Regions from separate parts of the Gossypium hirsutum genome. Here region 2 is linked to region 1. Evidence: chromatin contacts called from public Hi-C data. All regions are on one chromosome and are shown on one strand. The core of a region is the stretch at or near the end of the contact, and the rest is flanking DNA. Distances in the headings are between cores, read along the strand shown.

Region 1 (7,761 bases), core at 3,927-6,426:
GGTTCTCAACATTTAATAAAAATGGAAAAAGGAAAGAAGAGAAGAGAAGAAATATTATTTGACATATTCAAATGACGATTTAATAAAATGATAACTTCTTAAGGTATAGATTTGATTCCAATAAAAAAAAGGGCATGGAATTATAAAATGTTAGTATTGTGAAAGGGAAATTAAGCACTACATATTTATATATATTGTCAAATCACACCTATTACCAAAGCCTTTACTCAAAGCATCTGAGGCAAGAACTAAAGCAAGCATTTTATAATTAATGGCCATTATGTAGGCAACCAACACCTATAGAACACCATGACTTCCTTTAAAGGAGAGAGACGCGTGAATAAACTGCAACCCACCTTCCCACAGGACTCCTACATCATTTTACTTGTGGGTCACATTTCTGTTCTTTCATAACTATTATCGTGATTTCAAATAACGTTAAATTTCTAGTGAAAATAAAACCCCCTTTAACATAATTACGAAGATTTCTGTATTAAGAATTAGATTATATTTTTTTCTTTTATTAAAAAAATTAATAAATTAGTTTATGTAGATTGGATTAAAGAACAAACATGTCCTTTTCTATTAAAAATTTTACTCATTTCTACTGTTAAAAACTGGCACGGTAGACTAAATAACCTAATAGTTACACACGTAGCATGTCATGTGTATCTCATGTTGACGAATAAAAACTAATTTTTAACAATAAAAATAGATAAAATTTTTAACGAAAAATATAATTTGTTCTTTAATTTAAGTATAGAGACTAATTTATCCGTAGACGAGAGACAAAATGCAACTCAAGATTTTATACCCATAATATTGACCGCATCCAACAAAATGCCAACTTATAAGATCACATTTTGACCTAAAGTTTTCAATTCTTTTGTGGATAAAATTAAAATATTATCTTATCATTTTAAGCAATCTTCACTTTGTATCATGGTCCATTTTAAAAAAAAAAAATTATAAAAGAATATAGGACCATGCTTATGCCTTTTTTTAAAAAAATTATTTATCTTTTTAGTTTTAAGAAAGCTAGAATTGGTGTAAAGGTGTTGATATGGGTGTCATGTAAGTTGTCCACTTCATTGATATATAATAAGAAAAAGAGAAATAGTATTTGAAAATTAAGTTGAGCATGGAGCAACTAAAGCAATAGACAATACCAAAGCATAGAATATAGAACCAATCAAAGAAGAATGGATCCATTGATAGGAACCCAAATTTCCTTCTCTCCACTCATGTATAGTGTAAATTTTTTTTGTATATTTTAATATTTTTATAATTAATATTTTAACAAATTATTTATTGATTTAGAAATATTTTTATATTATGGGTAGTTAAAAGCTATTATTAAATATCCATTTAATATGGGTTTGAACCATATTATCCATCCCTATTTCTAATATTGTTTTAATTTTCATTTAATATGAAAGGATTTATTAAAGTAAATAATTTTAAGTGTTGGAAAGATGTAAATGGTTTTGACAATTTCCTCATAGAAAAGTATGGTGGGTCAAGACTCAAAAGATAAGAATCCCACAAACCTCAAGGAAAGAATGAATAAACCATTCACCTACAAATCATATCTTCTCAGTGAAGACTTTTTATTTTATTTTCTCCTTTTATGTATGAAGTTCAATGACCTGCCATGAGTTTACTTTTTACATAGGATCGCAATTCGGCATGATGGATGGTGGAATAAGGCTAAAGATTTTCCCAAATCATTATACTATTAAAAAATAAAATTTATATTTATAATGTGTAAAAATATTAACAATTGATATTATTGTCAGAATAGGATGACGTAAGTTTGAGTGCGCTGAAACGTATTATTATCCTATTTAAAAAGGATTGGGGAAGGGTTATGAATAGTTCTAGACATTGTATCATAAGTATTAACAATCTTTTCTTTTTAGATAAAGTACAAAAATAGTTACTCTCATGTTAGTTGTTGTTAATTGAGGGAAGAAAAGCTGAAGTGAACTTTTTTTATCGAGCTAATAAAAAATTTAATTTTTCAATGTTTACATATTTTATCAATTTAATCTTAAATTTAAGAAATCTAATCAAGAAACAATTGAACCCTCTCTCACTCTCGATAATATACACCCCCGACCCTCTCGTCAACCACCATACACGATGCATTACTATCATCAACGCACTTTCACCATCACCATCATCATTTCCTCTTCTCTCTAGCACCCTACAAACACCGAAACTTCCATCATCTAAACACCCTTCTTTCGACCCAAAATTACTAGCCGAATTCGATTGAAACAACCACAAACCTCATGAACTCACAATCTCACCCATTTTCCCGAGTTTTCACCATCGCCATTTTCCCCTCAACTCCTGCCCACCACTCCCACTAATCATATACCCGAGAGACCCACCGTGCACCAAGCCTCACCCATCTCTCACAATTTAATTATTTTTTAAAATATCATTTAAAATATCACATCATGGCTATTAAAATAATTGTTTCTTTAATAGTTTAAACTACTGTTCTCTTACCCTACAAAATAAATAAAAAATTCACTATTTTTCATTTAAAGAGTAAGTAGAGAGGATATTGCTAACGGTGGCCGGTGAAGGTGGGTTGAAAATGGTGATGCATTGTGTATGTTGATTGATGAGAGGGTCGGGAGTGTATATTGTCGAGCGTGAGAGAGAGAGTCTAATTGTTTTTTATAGAATTATTAAATATTTTAAATTTATGATCAAATTGATAAAATATGTAAGTATTAAATAGTTAAATTTGTTATTAGGTCAATAAATAAAACTCTCATCAATTTTTCGTTGCTTAGTTAACACAATTAACGAGATAGTAACTAAAATATTAAATTTTGAAAAGTTAAATGAAAAAATTAAAAAAATTAACTTTTTTTGTTTTAATTTATATTGATTAAGTTTATGCTATAAAAAAATAAATCAAATTTATTTTGAGGGCTGAATTTAAATTAATCTAATATATAAGTATTATACGGGGGACCGAATAACTTCTCCCACTAACTCAATACCCATGTGCTAAAGACTATCTATAAGCTCTTGCTTATCCCATTGATAGGTTCTTTGGATTAATGGTTAGAAGGCCAGCTCCCTTAGTCCCTCCAATATTTTCTTTGATTAAAATCATTATGCTTCTCTTTTCTCAATGATCTCTCTCACTATTCATGAGTGCGTACACTGTCTACTAGTGTTTGTAATAGTTCCATTTTGGGGCAACCAATGTAAAAAGAGCCTACCACTCAAATTCATTCATGTACTTTTGGTTGGGTTGAGGAAAGGGGGCAGCATGATGCCAACATAGGGTAGGATGAACTTCTTCAATGTGGAGGGAGGGTATAAATATATATGCATGCATATATCTATATCTTATATTATCTATACTATTAATAAAGTTACAGGTTGAGTTAATGCCACAAGTCAATTGAGGACCAATTCGGTTAGAAAAATTACAAAAATAACTTTCCATATTTAAAATAAATATATTATTTGAGGAAATTTTAGTCTTTTTAATTTTAGAAAACAATAAAAATATGTATATGACGAGATTTGAATTCATGCTAATCAGGTTAGAAAAATTTCAAATTTATCACACAATCAATGCTTTATTTTGAGTTATTTATACATTTTAATTTTATTATGCACAATTTATTATTAATTAGTTTCAAAGTATACTCATATTTATTATATGTTATTTTTTAACATACATCTGTGTTATAAATGTTTTGTTCCACACGCAAATGTGTGTGATAAAGTTTCTAGTTATATATATTAAGACTTTGACTAAATTGGTATCACCCGTCAATAAGCCCCAACTCCATTTGAAATTACCGAATAGTAATTTCTTTTACAAAACAACAGATATTATTTTGAGGGTATTTGTAATTTTTTATATTTTGATAAATTTTAAAAATAAATATACATAATAAGAATTATAACATAAGAACTTAGGATATCATGATATTCACTAACTTAACTTTATCATCACAACTAATATCATATTTGATTTTCATAATAATTTCTTTTTATAAATTCGTTATATAAATATTTTCATCTACATAAGTTTACATATAAATAGGAATATGAATAATTATCATACATAATGATAATGGAGTTACAGATCTTTATAGGTTGTATTTAAAAAACAAATCAACGATATAGGAGACAAATTTTCAACCTAGTTGTGGAGAAAAAAATTTTTCACTTATCCATTGATCCAATAATAATTTTATTGGATTGGAATAACTAAACTAAAAAAATCTTATAATTGATTCAAATGTAAATGCATTAACTTATCTGTCAAAGATTTCGTGTTAGGTGTTGAAGGCGAGTATCTACTCTAGAGTGTCTCACCCCTTCAATGGTGGAAGTATTATTTTTGGGTGACTATACTTGATTTTAGCTCTGGTTTTTATCTCCCTACATCGAGGAAAGCCTAAAGAGGTTCACGGAATTTTTGACGGGAACACCTAAGTCCACTAAAGAAATGTTTTATCATTTTAACCTTGGTGGGCTTCAAACCCATACCCTTAAAGTGTCTTAGCATAGACGCTCTCGCTAAACTCTGTGAACCTTTTTTTGACTCTTGTCGAAGTAAGAAAAAATCTAAAATTAAAACCAAATATAAACGCATTGAAAATAATACTTTCACTGTTGAAGGAGTGCAACACTTCAAAATAGATACACGACCTTAGGAAAAGATATGTAGCATGAGTTTATAAATAATTTCTCTTATGATTTCATGACAAGTAAAATTAAAACTCATCAAACTTTTCTCGAGAAAAATCATGATTAAGGTAAGTCCATATCAAAATGGGTTATTCTCTTCTATGGATGAAAAAGCCAATGCAATGATATATAATTGCAACAACTGAATGGAAAAGAATGGCATATGAGATGGATCTTTCAGCTTATAAATCATGTATCTTCTTCTATCATTATTTAATAGACATGCTTTTTTGGGGAGCTTGGATGTGTGTGAAACTGTAAGAAAAGAACAAAAATAGATGGGATGTAACATGTTTTTCTATTATATGTACTCCCCCATTTTCCTTGTCCCATTTTTCTTTTTCTTTTTTCAAAGTTGGACACTCTTAACAGTGACAAAATATGAGAATGGGAGATGAAGATGACATTTCCCAAGAATCAACCATATCACTTTGGACCAAATAAATATGAAGAAAAATAGATGGTACCATCATCCAATAACATAAATGCGTCAGACATATTGTGCTGTCTCACACACAATTCATTGGGCAAATGCAAAAAGGGTGAGATTTGGACCACCTATAATGGACCATTCAATATTTCATGTCCCCATTAAATCACAACTCAGATGATTATGAGACCAACATGTTCTCATGTACGGTATTTGTTAATTAATATCTTAAGATATTCCATTAAATTACGATTAGAAATAATAATAAAAATTAATTATTATATAATCAATTTTTTCTATAACATCATATTATTATAACAATTAAATTTATATTAGAATTGAGTTTTTTATGTTTTATTTTTATCTTCTATAACAGTAGTAACCATAAAGCTTGGAATACTCTATTTATTAAGTTATTTCTCTATAACTACTTCTTATATTTAATTTTAGTAAAATTAAGTCTATTCCTAAGTGAAATAAAAGTAATTAATTTAATTAAGATATTATATTAATAAAATATTTAAATTTTTTATATAAACTATATTAATTATACAATATTAAATGATAATAATCTTTAATAAAAATTACATTTGTAAATTTTATCAAAGATACAATCTAATTAATATTACTATTAATATATTATAGTTTTTAATTTGAAAATTAAAAAAAAGTTTCAAATATAGTCTAAATCTTAAATGTTGTTATAGGTATTTTTTTTGTTAAATATTGTTATAGATATTTCGAATGCTATTATAGGTGTATAAAAACCATATATTTATAACAATTTTGGCAAATAAACGTGATTGTTATAGAGAAAAATTATTTTAATTGATAGTATTTTAATTGATACAGTTACTGTTCATTGAAATGACGTCCTAAGTAGGCTCCGTGCATGTTGACATGCATACTGTCCCAGACTTAACATATGTTTGCCGATCAACTCGCTTCACTTTGCATTCTCTGCCTGTGAACACCCAGGAACATGCGAATTTGGTTTGCAAGCCATCCCCGCGAGTCCTCCTTGCGAGCTCTTAATGTATCCACCTTGTAGAGCCCAGGCTTGGGTCACGGGTCACTTCGGGTTATATTCAGATTTCAGGTCGGTAATAAAAAGTATCATAACAGATATAATATTATTATAACTTATATATCAACTAATTTTAAAAATGTGTCCAAAGCAAAACTAGGATAAAATTTAAATGGAGAGGGTATTATTCCTACTTTTATGAATGCCAAAAGCTAAACTGTATATGGACTGACTTGAGAGAAAAATGTGTTTACACGGTGATCAAACTCTCTTTCTTAATGTTTGATGGATCAAAATCTAAAAAGTTAAATCACTTTTTATAGTTTAAATTTGGTACTTTTTTTACATTGGAGTTTGGATTTTTTTGGGTCCAAGTAAGATTCCGAACTTTATTCTCATATTGGGTTTGAATTTATTTTGTCCAAGTTAATATTTGAAAGCCTAGAGTTCAAGTCTCAATATGAAAATAATTATCAAATTCAAAATTTAATTTGAATAAAAAAATTTAAAACCCAATATAAGAATAATTACTAAATTCAGAATTTAACTCCAAGTTCAAATCCAATTAATACTTTTAAGCTTTAAATAAAATCTCATTTTTGAACTGTATGAAACAAACATTAAGGGCCCTTTATTTTCATTTCTAGTTGGAAGTAGAACCACACTCAAATGGTGTGACCCAATACTGGTATATGTAAATTTTACCAGCTGCTTCCACTTGAAAAGCAATATTATTATCTGTCCAATCAATCAATTTCTTTCTCTCCTATTAGTGGAGGGATCAATACAGAAACATCTTCATCATTAATTCAATCATGTCGGTAGTTTCAAACATGTCAATATAACACTGCAATATCTCTTTTTATCTTTTACCAGACATGCAAATTTGAGTGCTTTCTCAACTAACAGGAGGTTCCAATAGCTTCCTGTTTTTCTTGTATGTCTTAACAGAAGCTGGTTTCTAGATTTAGTTCGAAACCCTAATGAAGAACAACCTTTTTCAATTATATTACATCTTTTACAGACAATTAATTATGTTAAACTCTGGATCTTGTTATTTTATGTACTTTTAAATCTCACTGCAAAACTTTCTGGTAAAATCATTATGACAGTGGACGTTTTTTCATCTGGAGTTTTGGACTTCTTAGCCTGCCCACTAGATGGGCCATATGGAACAATAATGTGGTAGGACTCAGTTAATTAAAATCTGGTTCAGTCTTATAATGAAAAGATGAACCAGTGATTGCCAAGCTAGACCTGTCCCACCCTTGCTTGTACACTCCATCGCCCATTGGGATCGATCCTTCGTAACCAAAAAAGAAGAAGACAGATATTAGGGCAGTTCATTATTTGGATTAATTTGATTTGTTTAACCGATTAATTATAAAAAATTCGGTTCAGTTGATTTGAAAAAAAAATTCTGTTAAGGGCGAATTTGATTTGATTAAACTAATTTTTTAAATAAATTGATTTATTTGAATTAATCAAAATTTGTTATTTTAATTATGTTTTTTTGTTAGTGTTAGAATCTCAGTTTGTTTTCTATCTAGTTTGATGTTCAAAC
Region 2 (7,761 bases), core at 2,902-5,401, 73 kb after region 1:
GCAAGGTAAATGGTATTAGGTACACGGTCTAAGACCATTGATGAAAGACATTATGGCATCCAGATATGATGAGTAAGACCATGGATGAAAGACTCCATGGCATCATGAGATAGTACACTAGGATGGCGGATAGGTGTAAGACCACAGATGAAAGACTCCATGGCATCTATAGAGAGATAGTCCATTGGAACATTAAACACGAAATAGAGATAGCCTGTCGAGACATTAAACATGAAATAGAGTAAGTCCGCTAGGACAATAAATACGAGTAAGTTTGTTAGGACAATAGAAAAGAGGAAAGAGGGTATAAGACCACAACTCAGCTACGGCACCCTATAAAGTCCACCAAAAAATAGACATGGGAAGTCTGCTAGGACCTCAAGTGAAGAGTATAGGGTCTGTGCGCCAAATATGGGAAAACCACATAGATGGGGGAAGAGTTTAAGAAAAGCATAAGTATGGAAAGCAGACTTTTAAGGATCCACCAAAAGTGATGGAAGCTAATAAGGCATGGCAAAAACCCAACAAGAATTAGAGAAAGTAGGCTCGTGTAGAAGTTGGTCTAGTTATGGAAATGTAGGAAAGGAAATTATCCAAGGATCATGAGCAAGGATTTGAAAAGAAAAGCCACCAGGGAGAGCTCAATAAATTTGTACGTGAGTAGCGTATCTCATAGGAAGATTAGGGGATGTACTCCCAAGATAAAAGTTCTATCCAAAGGACAAAATGTCTGTCAAGACTATTCTTCTTTGGGGAAAGTCTAGTATGGATACATCACAAAAAGGATAACTCTGTGGGAAGGAAACAAGTAAGTAATATGGCATAATCGCATAGCCACTGGAACGATAAACTATGGGTTCTCTAAAGGAGTGAAAGTGTTGAAGGTCAGCACCAAACTGAGACGTCAACAAGTTTTTCAAGACTACGGTATGGATAGAAATAATCTACAAGGGACTTGCACGACCAAGTCTACCAATGAAGGTATGCTCTAAGAATCGTTGGTTGGATAGTTGAAAGGCTACCATAAGGGTCCCTAATGGGAAGTTGGTGAACAACCAAGTCAGTTTAAGGTCGACAAACACCTTGTGTAAGGAAAGGCAAGACATGATATGGATAGAACTCGATGATATGGTGAGGTATTTGGGTTATGGTCGAATGGAGATCTTGACCAAAGGAATGCTTCAAGACGAGTCGTGTAGCTCGAATGATTAGGTGAAGTCCACCACCCTGATGTCAAATATTCGCCTTGGGCGAGCAGGGAGTATTTATATTTAATTTGTTTACGTTGTTTACCCTCGTGCGATAGGGTTTATTTATGATGTGATAAAGGAATTCACTAAGTTCATTCGAACTTACAGAGTTGAATTATGTTCACAGGACTTGCAAGGTTGGACGAGGAGTTCGAGGATGGACTAAACCAAATAGTTGAAATCAAGGATCGCAGACAGATGGAGTCATGCACATAGGAAGGGGTTACTAATGAAAGCTTCTCCTAGGAGCTAATGGATTGTATCTAGATAGTGCCCTTAGGATTTGGGTCGTGTGAGTTAGCCTGATAAGAGTTTTAAGAGGCACATTGTAAACAAACACTCTGATTAGCAATAAGAACAATTTGAAGGATTGAACATTCAGTGGCTTAATTCCTTAGTTGTAAGAACTATTATTTTAACTTTCATTATTAGATAGTTTTCATTTTTAGACTGTTTATTAGCAACTAAATTAGCCGAATTTAAGTATAGACTCACTTATAACGCTTCATACCCAAAACCGGAGGACAGGTCGGGCGTGGGGTGTTACAAAATTTAACTCAAAGAGATTAATGATATCCTATGAGGATAATACTCTAATGACATGATCATTGGACAAGCATAATTATAAGTTGCTTTTGTAATGATATATAATAAGGGAGAGTTCAATCATGATACTTTTTGGGGATTGACTTAATGATTAAATAATATAGTAATTAATAGACGAAGAGTCAAAACTTAATTATAAATTATTTGAGTCATAATTATAAATCTACTAGCTCAACACAATTCTGTTCAGATTGCAATTAGAACTAATATGTTGAATGAATGAAAACAACAAAAACATAAATAAATTGCATTATTACTATCCGTAGTAAATGCGCTTTCTTTGAATTATTTTTTATTTGATTGTAAATAAATAATTGGGGAAAGTGAAAATTAAATTAAGTAGTCAACGCAGTTGTACAAAACAAAGACAATTAAATTTATTTACTCATAAATTTTAGTACGATAAAGTCGTCATAACTTTAATGGAATTCGAATTAGGTTGAGAAAATAATTTAATTGATATAATTAATTAAAGAAATAATATTTTGAGAATATAAAATTGGTTATTGGGTTGGATAAAATATATGAATTAGTTTAAAGATAAAAAAAACTCATAAAATTGTACTCAATACGAGAAAGGCCTAATAAGCCCTCTTATATATGGGGTTGGTAGCACATTGGGTATTTTCAGTGTGTATACTACCCACCATAAAAAATCCCAAAGGGACTCCATATTTTCTATTAAAATATTATTATTTTGTCTCTTGTTATAATAGAATTGTTGTAGTTTTCCCTATAAATAAGGACTATGGGTTAAGTCAAATAGACACATCATCGAGCGTAGCTAGTTTGCTGAAATATGGTGACATTATTTCCTAAATAAATTCTATCTTGATATTTGATTTCTTTATCTATAGTAGAATTAACTTTTCATTGTGTGATTGATTCAAGAAATTAGAGCCCACTCTCTGAGCAACTAAGGTTTTGAGTATAAGGAAAAAGACCATGTTAGTTGAAAGTCAAGAACCAGTAAGATTTGCTAAGTGAACAACACATATACTAAATTTGGTAAAATTTATTGTCATAAACAACACAATGACTCGATTTTAAGAGTAATTTTAAAATTTCGCTATATTGAGTTTTCCAAAACATATGTTTACATTTTAACCAATTCAACCAGTTTCAACACTAAAAAAAAGGGGAAGAAACTGATTTCCAAATAGTAGCAACATAGTCGATAACCGATTTCTAGAGAATAGCAACATATTTGACAATCAATTTAACAAGTTCTAGTCTCCACCACAATTTCTTAGTTTTTGACGTGGCTTAAATAGATGGCTACAATCTCTTCATTTTTATCTTTTAACCACATCCGTTGAATTAAAAAATATGCGACGAGATCCTACTTCAAACGTGACCTAATTCAACACTTAAAAATTTTACTTGAGTTTTTATCATTTAAATTCAAACCCACTAAAGCATATATTCTCCAAGAGTTTTGGGATAGTATAAAAAGGTTTTAAACCTTAATTTATATTTAAACAGTCTATTATATATAAATATGCATAAAATATCTATTGAGGTATAAAAGAATATAAGAACTTAAAAAGAGATCAAATTCAAATATATTTTAAATATTTTAGCCTTCTGAATGGATTTTAAATTGGAATACTGAACAAGTTTTTAAAGTGGATGCCAAGTTGATTATCGATCTGGTAACTAATGTTAAATGTTTTAAGCAATTGTTTGTTGTCTACACTGGAGATTGACTGTAGGACTCTGCTTGAGGAGTTTGATCCGATCATCCAAAGGCTGTCAAGTATAATCTGTAGGGAGAGCAATATGCTAGTTGAAACCAACCTTCACCGACTTAGTATGTAAGTAATCCACCCTCCAAACTGTGTTATTTCCCTTCTTTTGACTTATTTTGTAATGATCACAGGTCTCGTAATGTCACTTGTGTTATACCTTTGAGTATGGGCAATTTGACAAAGTTTAGTATATACTTGTTGGGCAAATTCCTTCCACTCTGGGTCAATTGCTAAGCCTTTTTAGATTTTTTTTTAACTTTTTAAACAGATTGCAAGATAGAAAATTTTCAAAGAGAGAAGGAAAAAAATTCATAACTTTGATTCAAACTTTTTTTTCAAAAATCGAATAAACTAATGCATGGAATTAGACAAAAAAAGAAATTGTAAATTTAAAGAAATGCCTCAAATAGAGTGCTATATTGAAACGAAAAACACCATTGGAACTTTGGCTTTTGAGGAAGAGATTGGATGAGGTGGATGAGTCATAGATTGAGGGCATTGAGGGAACTGAAGGAAATTCATAAATTATAAAGGGTTGTACATTTGAGCCGAACAATTGTTTTGTTGTGGGCTTGAGAATTACGACTGAATAAATGTGTAACGCATAGTCCAATCCATTACACTCAATTGTTCTGAACACTCTTGTTTTACTTCATTTGCCTAATAAAGCATGCTTAATTACTTAATAAAAGATGAGTACAGATTAACAGAACTCTATTCATCTTGCAATCAAACATTAAGCTTGATAACCAACATAGCCGTCTCATTAATACCTAAAAACTACTATATAAAAAACTTGATTAAAATGGTAATTAAAGCCTTTATTAGACAACTGTGTTCAAACCATCCCACCCAATTAAGAAAAAATACTTGATTAAGATATCTGCTTTAATCATGTATTGGCTCTTGAAGAACCTTAGTTGCACTATTTGCGTAAATCTTCCTACCATAATTTCTTCAATAGTTTTCACTTTCCAAAGATGATGTTAAAGCAATCGTTAAACATGGGAGGAGCACCGGAAATATATGAGATACACAATAAAAAAAATTTGCTTATACCATTATTTCAAGTATTTATGAGTGAACATATTCACCCCTTGAGAATTACATAAACACCATATCGACCTGTTTCAGTCAACCTAATTACAATCTTGGGCACCCATTTCCATCCTGCTACAAAACAAGGCCTAACAGAGTCAAGTCATCGAATTGGTACCAACAGAGTAATCAACAGGCCATATTATTGCTTCCTCATTCAAAATTTACATGTCTCATATTTTCTCACTAAGCTCGACTCAAAATTATGTATCAGAGTCATACCAGATTACTCGGAATGTAGTATGAATTGAATTCCCCTCTAAGATTTTGATTCTGATAGCCTCGGATGTTATATCTGTGCACCCAGGGATTATTAGTAGAGCTTGTTGCCACCATTTCGAGTCACTTGGATCCACAACTCTGTATCCTTGATGGTACTATCCATGAGGAGGCAGCAGAACTAGAGATTTGCCTTGATCTACAGATCATAATAAGCAAGTAAAACTCGCAACATTGTCAAGATGAGCAAGCCAACAACACAGAGAGCCCTAACGAGATTTAGGTGAATTCAGAAACTAGATCTCTTAATTCTCCCTCAGACCAAATATATACATGAATATTTGATAATCTGTTTCTAGTAACACTTATCACGAGGATAAACCCTTGTAAGTGGTAGGGAGACAAGGTTCGATCAAAACTGCTTGTGGGGAATTCTAGATCACTTTCTTCCCCATTTGAGCCGAAAGGTTGAATGATGGCTAGTTTGTAAACAAGACTCTCCTCCAGCAGACCCTAGTTTTACAAAGATGTATATATTCCACTCTATGAGGTTCCATATGTATGTTAAAAGTTATATTACATCAGAATCCATCATTAATGGTGCATAAAGGCTTCAGCATGAGAAAACTGATATGATCAATGTGGGCATACTGCACCCAAGAGAAATCTAAATAAACAAAAAACATTACAAAAACATTGCACAACATCTCAAGACATTATTAACCAACAATACTCAATCATCGATGAACATAACCAAACTTTTGGAAGAAATGAAGACATAAGGTGTCAGGAAACAGCAGAATTGGTATATTTACTCAGGTGAGGATGCCGTGCCCTTTGTACTACCACTTTGGCATTCCTGCTCCTTTCAAAAGCACCTTAACCAATAATGAGAACACAAGTTACAAACATCACATTCACATAAACTCCATCCATAGATCCACTCGACGAATTGAGCTTCTTGCTTTGAAATTTAACCATTTTATATCCTATAAAATTACTTCTGGTCTAAATTTCAAAAACATTCGCTGTACTCTATCAGTAATGGGGAAAGTGCATAATTAACTTAAACATCTATATTTGATAAGTACTAAGAATCCCAATTGCTTCAACTTTCACTCATTTACAAATCAATAACTATTCATTCACTTCTATATTAGAAGACAAAAAAATCCTTAAAAATCTACCGACTTTAGAAATTTAACACAAATTGATCGGTGATAGAATAAAAATTTCCAATAACAAGAGTCAAAATATGTACAAGAAAACAACTGACGTGATGGCTACCTCCAAGAACTCAAAGTAACATAAAAGAACATAAAAACAAAAATGGTAAAGAAAATTTCAAAGAAACAAAAACCAAGTCAAAGCAAGGACATATGTACCTTTAGCAGATTGGTTTTCTTTGCTTTACATTCTTCCACCTGAAAAAAAAAACAAAATATGAAATAATCGCGTTGCTCGTGGCAGTTCAATTTCTGACACCATTTTTAAGGTTTACAAGAGGAGAAAGGATGGTGAAATTACCTTGAACTTTGAACGCTTCTTCAAATTTAGTTAACAAAAATCGTTAGTTCTAGTTTACAAAGTAGGAAATGGTGTTAAAAAAGATGTACAATATCATGATCCGATGAAGGAGAAAACAAGAGGAACAAATGTTCGCAGGTTATTACATGCATAAAGTCAAAGATACAAAAACTAAAAAGCCCTAATAACATAAACATCGAGAACACCAAAGGGCAAAAGGGGATAAAGAAGGTTAACATTTACAGAAAATTCAGGACTGAACAGCGTTGCAATCAAGCAACTTAAAGTTAGTAGGAGCGTTAGGTCCACGCAGCTTAACCGCCGCTTGATCATAAGCAACGGCAGCTTCTTCCGCCGTATCGAAAGTCCCCAGCCAAAGCCTCATCCTCCTTCCGTCCCTAATCTCCGCCGCCCATCTCCCCCACGGCCTTTGTCTAACCCCTCGGTACCTCTTCACCTTGCTCTGGCTCGACCCAGCTATTACGTCGTTCTCTTTTGTCGAAACTCCGATAGTGATTTCGTTGACAAGCTTTTTCTTCGGTCGCTTTTGGATTTTCTTCGGAGAGGCCGCTTCTTCGTCGCTGGAAGAGTCGGTAGCGTCGGCGTCGGTAACGGTAATTCGGACAATTCGCCGGGAAATCGGTTGTTGGGGTTTTCCGTTCGGCTGCGGCGGCGACATAATTTTAGGGTTGTTTTTTTTTATAATTTTTTAAATGAGAAAGAAGGTGAAATTATTTGGTTCATATTTAAATTTATTTTTTGTGTTGGAATATTCTTTTGAATTAAACCGTGCAGCGTGCCATTCCGGCACTTCCACCAGTACGCTCCTACATAAAAAGTTTACAAAATGCTTATAGGTTACCGGTTAAAATAGAGATTTTAAGAATTTTGATACAATGTTTGAGGTTTGGTTATATTGATAATAAAAATAAAAATAAAAATAAAAATAAAAAAGTTTTAGGTATTTTGATAAATTAATTATTTTGGTAAAATGTTAGATATTTTAGTAAGTTCATATAAAAATTGATAAATTGATAGAAATATTGATAAAATCTTAGATAATTTGGTAAATCCAAAAAAATATGGGTAAATTCATACAAATTATGATAAAATCATTAGAAATATTGATAATTGTTAAGATTTGGTATACCATTAGAAATTTTGAAAATATTAGTAAAATCTTCAAATATGTTGATAAATCCTTAGAAATATTGGTAAATCTTTAGATATATTGATAAGTCATTGGATATTTTGGTAAAGTTAGAGAAATTTTGGTACTTGTTAAGATTTGGTATAAGGTTTAGAAAATC

What was found. Hi-C and Micro-C count contacts between places; a contact is called where the count stands out from the background.
Region 2: a Hi-C map of leaf shows a contact between it and region 1, with 3 times the contacts expected there. The contact joins two enhancer-like sites. A contact is called at or near these places in 2 of 34 Hi-C or Micro-C datasets (anther and leaf).

Annotation. Positions count from the first base shown.
Region 1 is chrD05:53,329,870-53,337,630 of Gossypium_hirsutum_v2.1, forward strand. No RefSeq gene overlaps it. Among protein-coding and RNA genes, the nearest start is that of LOC107944661, 32 kb to the left of the region's middle. Within about 2 kb of position 5,177, at least 2 of the 9 cell types and tissues checked have an H3K27ac peak or open chromatin away from gene starts, as enhancers often do. A contact at or near this core is called in leaf, where this site is marked.
Region 2 is chrD05:53,403,795-53,411,555 of Gossypium_hirsutum_v2.1, forward strand. LOC107903817 (ethylene-responsive transcription factor ERF070) reads right to left here and starts at 7,310. Exons shown (of 4, transcript XM_041092162.1): 1 at 6,452-7,310; 2 at 6,310-6,348; 3 at 4,928-5,123; 4 at 4,647-4,777. The coding sequence starts at 7,130. The coding sequence ends at 6,702. Within about 2 kb of position 4,152, at least 4 of the 9 cell types and tissues checked have an H3K27ac peak or open chromatin away from gene starts, as enhancers often do. A contact at or near this core is called in leaf, where this site is marked.